Regions from separate parts of the Salmo salar genome. Here region 2 is linked to region 1. The links are chromatin contacts, called in public Hi-C maps. All regions are on one chromosome and are shown on one strand. The core of a region is the stretch at or near the end of the contact, and the rest is flanking DNA. Distances in the headings are between cores, read along the strand shown. Region 1 overlaps LOC106574073. Region 2 holds the start of LOC123727709 (extensin-like).

Region 1 (4,704 bases), core at 1,183-3,682:
CACACTACTGAGCCTCATTTTGACTTGTTTTAAGGACATTACATCAAAGTTGGATCAGCCTGTAGTGTCGTTTTCCACTTTAATTTTGAGTGTGACTCCAAATCCAGACCTCCATGGGTTGATAAATTGGATTTCCATTGATTATTTTTGTGTGATTTTGTTGTCAGCACATTCAACTATGTAAAGAAAAAAGTATTTAATAAGATTATTTCTTTCATTCAGATCTAGGATGTGTTGTTTAAGTGTTCCCTTAATTTTTTTGAGCAGTATATATATATATATATATATATATATGAATTCCGTGCCACATAAGGCAAACATTGCAATCATTGACACAGGCTCAGATACATCCATATAGAGTTTACAGTATACACACTGCAATCTATACTCCCAGGTGATCAGCAAGGGCTGATTTCAAGGTTTTACTGCTAACCTACAAAGCATTACATGGGCTTGCTCCTACCTATCTTTCCGATTTTGTCCTGCCGTACATACCTACACGTACGCTATGGTCACAAGACGCAGGCCTCCTAATTGTCCCTAGAATTTCTAAGCAAACGGCTGGAGGTAGGGCTTTCTCCTATAGAGCTCCATTTTTATGGAATGGTCTGCCTACCAATGTGAGAGACGCAGACTCAGTCTCAACCTTTAAGTCTTTACTGAAGACTTATCTCTTCAGTAGGTCCTATGATTAAGTATAGTCTGGCCCAGGAGTGTGAAGGTGAACGGAAAGGCTGGAGCAACGAACCGCCCTTGCTGTCTCTGCCTTGCCGGTTCCCCTCTTTCCACTGGGATTCTCTGACTCTAACCCTTTTACAGGGGCTGAGTCACTGGCTTACTGGTCTTCTTCCATGCCGTCCATGGGAGGGGTGCGTCACTTGAGTGGGTTGAGTCACTGACGTGGTCTTCCTGTCTGGGTTGGCGCCCCCCCCTTGGGTTGTCCATGGCGGAGATCGTTGTGGGCTATACTCGGCCTTGTCTTAGGACGGTAAGTTGGTGGTTGGAGACATCCCTCTAGTGGTGTGGGGGCTGTGCTTTGGCAAAGTGGGTGGGGTTATATCCTGCCTGTTTGGCCCTGTCCGGGGGTATCATCGGATGGGGCCACAGTGTCTTCTGATCCCTCCTGTCTCAGCCTCCAGTATTTATGCTGCAGTAGTTTATGTGTCGGGGGGCTAGGGTCAGTCTGTTACATCTGGAGTATTTCTCTTGTCTTATCCGGTGTCCTGTGTGAATTTAAATATGCTCTCTCTAATTCTCTCTTTCTCTCTTTCTTTCTTTCTCTCGGAGGACCTGAGCCCTAGGACCATGCCTCAGGACTACCTGGCATGATGACTCCTTGCTGTCCCCAGTCCACCTGGCCGTGCTGCTGCTCCAGCTTCAACTGTTCTGCCTGCAGCTATTGAACCCTGACCTGTTCACCGGACGTGCTTGTTGCACCCTCGACAACTACTATGATTATTATTATTTGACCATGCTGGTCATTTATGAACATTTTAACATCTTGACCATGTTCTGTTATAATATCCACCCGGCACAGCCAGAAGAGGACTGGCCACCCCTCATAGCCTGGTTCCTCTCTAGGTTTCTTCCTAGGTTTTTGGCCTTTCTAGGGAGTTTATCCTAGGGAGTTTTTCCTAGCCACCGTGCTTCTTTCACATGCTTTGCTTGCTGTTTGGGGTTTTAGGCTGGGTTTCTGTACAGCACTTTGAGATATCAGCTGATGTACGAAGGGCTATATAAATAAATTTGATTTGATTTTGATTTGATTTCCTGAACACGTTTTGACTCCCAGGTCTTCATCAAGTCCCATTACTTTTTGCTGGTTCTTTTTACTGGAACTCTTTGACCTTTGACCTAAGATCACCTGTACGATACTTGTGGATGAGCGTAGGTAATCCTGTTGTATAGAGTATCATATTCAGTATGGCCAATAGGGTTTCAATCAATATATACTGGGCACACCCTTGTGGAATCAACGTTGTTTCCATGTCATTTCAATGAAATTACGTTGAACCAACGTGGAGTAGACGTTGAATTGACATCGTTGCCCAGTGGGGATATTTTGACCCATGTCTACATGACGCTGATGTCGATTAAGGCAGCCCCTCCCACCTCTCTGATTCAGAGGGGCTGGGTTGCCATTAGACACATTTCAGTTGAATGCATTCAGTTGTATAACTGATTAGGTGTCTCCCTTTCATACCATAGCAAACATGCCATTTGATTTCAGTAATAAGCCATGTAGGTGAATGGAGAGACAAATGATGGTCTGCTGCCTTGTGCCATTTCCAGTTTTATAATGTAAATAATGAAGTCATTGAATGGAGATGGTCTGCTTCCTATATTAAGGTCTCTATGGCAGAACTCCCCATAGAAAGCCATGTAGCGCGGCCCATATATAGCACGGCTGTGTCATACTCCTAGCCTATCAGGTTTCTGCCTCTCCATGAAGGTGAGTTAAGTGCAACTCTGAAATGTCCTCCTCTCTGGTCTCTAGTGTGTCAGCTGCTGGGACACACACACACACACACACACACACACACACACACACACACACACACACACACACACACACACACACACACACATTCACGTACACGTAGAGACACACACACACCCATTCACGTACATGTACACACACACACACACATTGCATTTTTGGGTTTTGAATTTGCAAGAAAGGCATTTCACTGTAGTTGTGCATGTGACTTTCAAATTTTAAACACACACACACTAATAAACAAACACACTGTCACTAACACAGGCAGTGTCAACAACATCACCCAAACAGTTGATGTTCAATTTCATCACTGTTCCAAGCCACCTTCCCAAATCCATCATAAGATGTTGCAATAGTCTTCTGAATTCCATGTCTTTCTTTGGCAGCACCACTGCACTCAATCTATTTTTATCTGTCCACTCCGAACACCCCGTCAGACCCAGTGAATGGAAACTATTCGAATGGACGACACACACGGCAGCCATCCATGCATACCAGAGATTCCAGGGAGCCTTGAGCACATGCCATCCGTGTAACATCCTGTCAGGAAGGATCCATGTTGACTTCATTCATAATGTTTTGACATGAGGTGCCACTTTAGAGAAGATCAATGTGCAAGCTTTGCATTGTGACAGATTGGATTTTAGATTAACTGTTATTTCTGCAACAGTTGCCTATTTGTATGTTGCTGATGTCATAGTTCTAGTGTGTGTGTGTGTTTATGTTATACCCAGTGACATGTATTCATGGACCTCAAGGGAAGCCAGGCTTCCCCCAAAATTTGACCAATAAACATTATAAAATAATTTATCTTTCGTCTCTCTGTGTTTTCATAATTTTCCATCAATTCGCAAGTGGCTGATTCTCTCCGGAGAAATCATCCGAGCGAGGAACCAGCGCCCCTCTGTCTCAGTACTTGTAGCCCATGTATCTGATGCTGTCTGGACCAAAAGAGCATAACATGTTGCTGCCGTAGCATTTGATTGATTGATGCCAGCAAGCATTTGGCCTCCCTTGATCATTTTTGGGTAAAATAATTAGCTGAGCTCAACTGTGGGTTGTCCAGGTGTAGCAAAACACTCACCAAGGGAGGCCAGTTTGGATTTGGCTTCAGACAAATCAAATCACTTCCTTTGCAAAATGTAATATTCAGAAAAACGTGTCCGTTTGTCTGCTTGTGTTGATATCCTGCAGTAGCTAGCATGCTAAATTGGCCCTTTCCGAAGCCATGGATGGAGATGTGGATTTGGACTTGCGGTTTTGACTTATACTGAACAAAAATCTAAAACGCAACATGCAACAATTTCAACAATTTTACTGAGTTACAGTTCATATAAGTCAATTGAAATAAATAAATTAGGCCCTAATCTATGGATTTCACATGACTGGGATGGGGTGCAGCCATGGGTGGGCCTGGGAGGGCATAGGCCCACCCACTGGGAAGCAAGGCCCAGCCAATCAGAATGAGTTTTTCCCCACAAAAGGGCTTCATTACAGAAAGAAATACTCCTCAATTTTGGCAAAGGAGAAATGCTCACTAAAATTTGTGCACAAAATTTGAGCTAAATAAGCTTTTTGTGCATATGGAACATTTCTGGGATCTTTTATTTCTGCTCATGAAACATGGGACCAACACTTTACAATTTTGCATTTATATTTTGTTCAGTAGAATTCTCTGTACAAGCCAATGATTATGACGCCGATTCTGATCTAACCATAAATTAATAGTTTGTGCCACTGGCCAGATACGACTGAATTTCAATGTGTAGTCTAGCTAACATAGCTGGTTCATTGTTGCCCATGCAAGGAAGGCAGGCTAGCATGCATTTTAGCTACGTAGCCTATGAGAACAAAACTTAAAGTGTACTGTATGACAGGGCCATAGACTGTTTTGCCAACATGAAAGAGAGGAGGATGGCATTGGCGTTCAACTAGTCTACAAGTAGGTTGAGTCAACATTTTTTGTTTTACACACACACACACACACACACACACACACACACACACACACACACACACACACACACACACACACACACACACACACACACACACACACACACACACACACACACACACACACACACACACACACACACACACACACACCATTGATAGCCACATGATATTTAGCAACACTGATTGGACTGAATTGTTTTTGGTACAATACCTTTAAGTTTGCTTTCAGTGTTTTAAACTAAGCA
Region 2 (4,736 bases), core at 2,070-4,569, 79 kb before region 1:
CCCCAAACCCGGACAACGCTGGGCCAATTGTGCGCCGCCTCATGGGTCTCCCGGTCACGGCCGGGTGTGACACAGCCTGGGATTGAACCCTGGTCTTTAGTGACGCCTCAAGCACTGCGATGCAGTAGAACATTTTAAGTGCCGGTACTCAGCTCCGGTGTGCTCCTGCCCCGGTGTGCTCCTGCCCAAGTCGAGCACTGCTCACCAGGCAGTGGCATGCGCCTCTCCTGCTCTACTCAGGACCAGACCAGGATTTGGTCCGATTACACGGATCAACTTTCCATAAAAGTCTATTTTAAAATATTTCTTTGTATAAAAAACAGGATTTGATCAAATTTGATTTTGATCTATTTCAGTTGAAGGTTTCTAGATGTCCACTAGATGGCGATATGCATCATGTTTTGTGGTTTTGCTTCTCTTTTGCAGGTTTTATTTGGTCTGTGTACCATATATGGCCATGCAGTCTCCTAGTTTTGTCCTCTGACTCGCTGGATAGTAAGCTGAGCTCCCTCAAGGTGGAAAGTTGGTTTCACTCAGAGGACATTCTTTACACTTAAACCAGGTCCATTAGTCCCACCCCTCACTTCCTGCTCTCTACCACCTTCAACAAAACCTACAGGCAGACACAGGGACAGACACAGGGACATCTAGCAGCAGGTTCTTACTCTTTGTAAGCAAGCCGGCCAAGTGGACACAGGCATTTGGTTGTCAAAAGTTAAAGCGCATTTTGTCCATTCGCCCTTTATTCAAATACTGTACACATTTGAGGAATTGTATTTCAGAAAACTAAAGGGGACCATAGGCCCACAATTAAATCTGAAATCACTTGTCATATTTCTGTCATACTCAATCTCTCATGACAATGTACTTATGATTTCTTTCTATTTTACACAGGAAGTGGATCTGTTGTTATGCCTGTCTGTGCTCCAAACTGCCACTTTCTCCACAGTGAAGCATGGCGCTCCGTTTATTTTTACAAGACATCAGAGGTTCACAATGATCCTATTTCCTTTTCATGCGACTATTTTGTGGTATTGTTGTTGTTTTAAAGGAGCTTTACTGTCCGTAGAGAACAGTCTGTCATTTCTTTATGGACTGGAGATGTGTACAGAGACACTCTCTAAGGGGTACTAATATACCGCTGAGAGGTTTTAGCCTTAGTCGTTAGAAGATGCAGCAATGAGCTCATGTGTTTCCTAAACAAACAAACACGGCTAAATGGGGTCAGTGTACTGCGTTCAGGACACACACCCTCTTTATTGGTTTAGTGGTGTAAGTGGGCGGAGGTGTGGGGTTTTCCTGCAGTGTTTACATGCTGAATGATGCTTAGCATCATGTTGTTTCTCTCAGAAGTCAATGGGGTTAGCAGGAAATCCAATGCTACTTTACCCCTGGGTACTATGGTTGTATTACAGTTGCATAATGGTTTAATAGCATCTCGCCGCCCCACTCCCCTTCCTTTTTTGTATAATTCTAGACGTAGGCAGGACATGACCTACAGGCTTTAGTCATCCCTCGTTTTTTCTCTCCTCTGAAGAGGTTATGTGTGGATTGTTGGGGGTGGGTGAATGAGAGGAGAGAGGGATGAAAAGAGAGGGGAGGCATCTGTAAATGAGTGTTCTCTATCTTTCCCTCCTGTTCTAGGAGTATGATTCATCAACGCCTACTCTATCTATCTCTCTCTCTCTCTCTCTCTCTCTCTGTGTGTGTGTTTCTGTTTCATGGAAGTGATGTCGGCTCCTCTCCTTTGCTGTGCTCTTCTATAAATACCTAGCAGACCACACTGGATCTGGTGCGGGGATGCAGCCGTCCACTCCACTGTTACCTTGTGTATGTGTGTGTTATCAGGGATATTATAGCATGGAGACATTCACAGACACAGAGTCTAGCCCATGTGTTTACATCTACAGTGGCTTGAGGCAAGGAGGATGGGGGGTGTTTTTGTGTCCGTATGTGTGTCCGTGTGTGTGTCCGTATGTGTGTCCGTGTGTGTGTCCGTGTGTGTGTCCGTGTGTGTGTCCGTGTGTGTGTGTCCCAGGTGTTGAACTCTGACGCCTCTGGCTCCCAATCGCACTGCCCTCAGGGGAGTGTGTCTAGGTGGGGGGAGGGGTGTGTGTGTGTGACTGTGGGCTCTGTGGGGAGATGGATATGGTAGGAGTGTATTTTGACAGGCGTGGAGTTAGTTAACCTTCTGGGGGATGTGCCATCCTCTGTGTGCCACACTGTGACAGACACGCAGAGACGGGAGATGTTGCCATACATACACACACACACACACACACACACATTGAAAATGCTCTGAAACACACACACACACACACACACACACCACACACACACACACACACACACTGAATCACAGAGAAACATGTACACATTGAAACATGCACGCTAATGACTCACTGACAGAGTCATGCATATCTGACACATCCCTCCCAAACACAGACACACAGACACACACACACTGAAAATGCTCTGAAACACACACACACACACACACACACACACACACACACACACACACACACACACACACACACACACACACACACACACACACACACACACACACACACACACACACACACACACACACACATATACACACATGCACATACACATACACTCACAGTTGATGTGTAATGACTAGCTGTGTTGTGTTTTGTACCTGGCAGTCAGACATGCTAATGAGAGCTGTGTCACAGATCATTCCCTCCATTAGTATGTAGAGGAACAGCTGTGCTGGGCAATATTCACTCACACACCCACACACTTTTCCACGCGTAGACATATTGCGTGACTTCATGTTTGTTCATTTCAAACCTACAGCACTTACTAGGTCATTTGGGGCTTTTAAAGGCATTAGCCAAGTGAATTTGTGTCGATCCTTTTAAAGGCATAAGCCAAGTGATTTTGTGTCGATCCTTTTAGCGTAACGTTCATTAAAGATGAAAACGTGTTAAGGAATGATTCTATCAACAGAAAGGCTAATATTAGCTGTCATGGAAATGCATGGGCTCAGTTTTAAGGGCTCCTGAGTGGCGCAGCGGTCTAAGGCACTGCATCTCAGTCTTAGAGGCATCACTACAGACCCTGGTTTGATTCCAGGCTGTATCACAACCAGCCGTGATTGGGAGTCCCATAAGGCTGCGCACAAATGGCCCAGCGTTGTCCAGGTTAAGGGCTTGGCCGGGGTAGGCTGTCATTGTAAATAAGAATTTGTTCCTAACTGACTTGCCTAGTTAAATAAAGGTTAAATACATTTTAAAAAATGGTTGTGTGTGTGTGTACATGTGTGAATGGGCTTAAGGCGTCAGCATGCTTCAGTTCAGCTGGCGGCTAGCCAAACTCGGTTAGTTGAACGTAACGAGTGTGCTCACATTCTCCCTTAAAAGACCTTTGCTTGAAAAAGGCGGCAATAGTACTGTTTGTCTATTTTGAGATGCCATAGCCAGTATACACTGCCTCAAAATAGTCCAAATTAATCTAAAATAACTCAAGAAATCTGCCATTAATTTTTACGTTTTTGCAGAGGAGATCTTAGTTGCGCAATTTTACATCTAACTAAGATATTTGGTCCAGCATTTCTCAATGAAAAAATGTGCATGAAAAGGAGTTGTCTTTTGTTGAACGTTAACAAATACTTTATTGAAAAATCACTACAGTTGACCAATCACCGACGAAGGGGCGTAATCTTAGGCTATCGACTTCGTCCAAAACTAACAAAAAAGTCACAAAATGTCGTTATGATATATGCACAAACACTTTTGAACTGTTTCGGCTGGGAAGCATTGAGCTAAAGGCTAGAGCTGCCGCTTTCTAAAAGTGGGACACTAATCCGGACCCTTATAAGAAATCCCGCTATGCCCTCAGACGAACCATCAAACAAGCAAAGCATCAATACAGGACTAAGATTGAATCCTACTACACTGGCTCTGATGCTCGTCGGATGTGGCAGGGCTTGAAAAAGATTACGGACTACAAAGGGAAATCCAGCCGCGAGCTGCCCAGCTCTTTCTTGAACGACACTGTTAATTAAGGGCTTGTAAGTAAGCATTTCACGGTAAGGTCTACACATGTTGTGTTCGGCACATGTGACAAATGAAGTTTGATTTGATTTGAAGCATGCGGACGCCTTTATGAGCCGTGCTTAACATTCCCTGCTAATGTGGCTGCGTTTTAACAATAGAGACTGCCTACTGGCAGGAGGTTTGCCCGTATTCCTTGGGGGGCTGGTGTGTGTGCGTGTGTAATAGAGAGGTGTGTGTGTGTGTAACAGAGGGGTGTGTGTGTAACAGAGAGGGGGGGTGTAGCAGAGAGGTGTGTGTGTGTGTGTAACAGAGAGGGGTGTGTGTGTGTGTGTATAACAGAGGGGTGTGTGTGTAACAGAGAGGAGGGGTGTAGCAGAGAGGGGTGTGTGTGTGTGTAACAGAGAGGGGTGTGTGTAACAGAGGGTCGTGTGTTTAATAGAGAGGGGAGGTGTAATAGAGAGGGGGGGGTGTAACAGAGGTGTGTGTAATAGAGAGGGGTGTGTGGGGGTTGGGGTCCATTCAAGGTCTTGAAAGGACAAGGGGGGAGTAGGGACCATACATTTGGGGAGGTGATGTGTTTGTGTGTATTTGCTGTAGGAGGGGCTGGCAGTATGTGTGTGCATGTGTGTCTTTGAGCAAATATATTGTGTATCTGTGTTCTTGCGTGTGTGTATGTCTGTGTTCTTGCATGTGTGTCAGTCACAC

What was found. A called contact is a pair of places that touch in the nucleus more often than the background predicts.
Region 2: a contact with region 1 is called in a Hi-C map of muscle, with 5 times the contacts expected there. The contact joins the promoter of LOC123727709 here to the enhancer-like site in region 1. A contact is called at or near these places in 2 of 3 Hi-C or Micro-C datasets (gill and muscle).

Annotation. Positions count from the first base shown.
Region 1 is chrssa16:45,154,484-45,159,187 of Ssal_v3.1, reverse strand. All of the region lies in intron 8 of LOC106574073, which reads right to left. Among protein-coding and RNA genes, the nearest start is that of LOC106574072, 26 kb to the left of the region's middle. Within about 2 kb of position 2,432, at least 2 of the 13 cell types and tissues checked have an H3K27ac peak or open chromatin away from gene starts, as enhancers often do. A contact at or near this core is called in muscle, where this site is marked.
Region 2 is chrssa16:45,233,911-45,238,646 of Ssal_v3.1, reverse strand. LOC123727709 (extensin-like) reads left to right here and starts at 3,319. Exons shown (of 2, transcript XM_045696676.1): 1 at 3,319-3,352. The coding sequence starts at 3,319.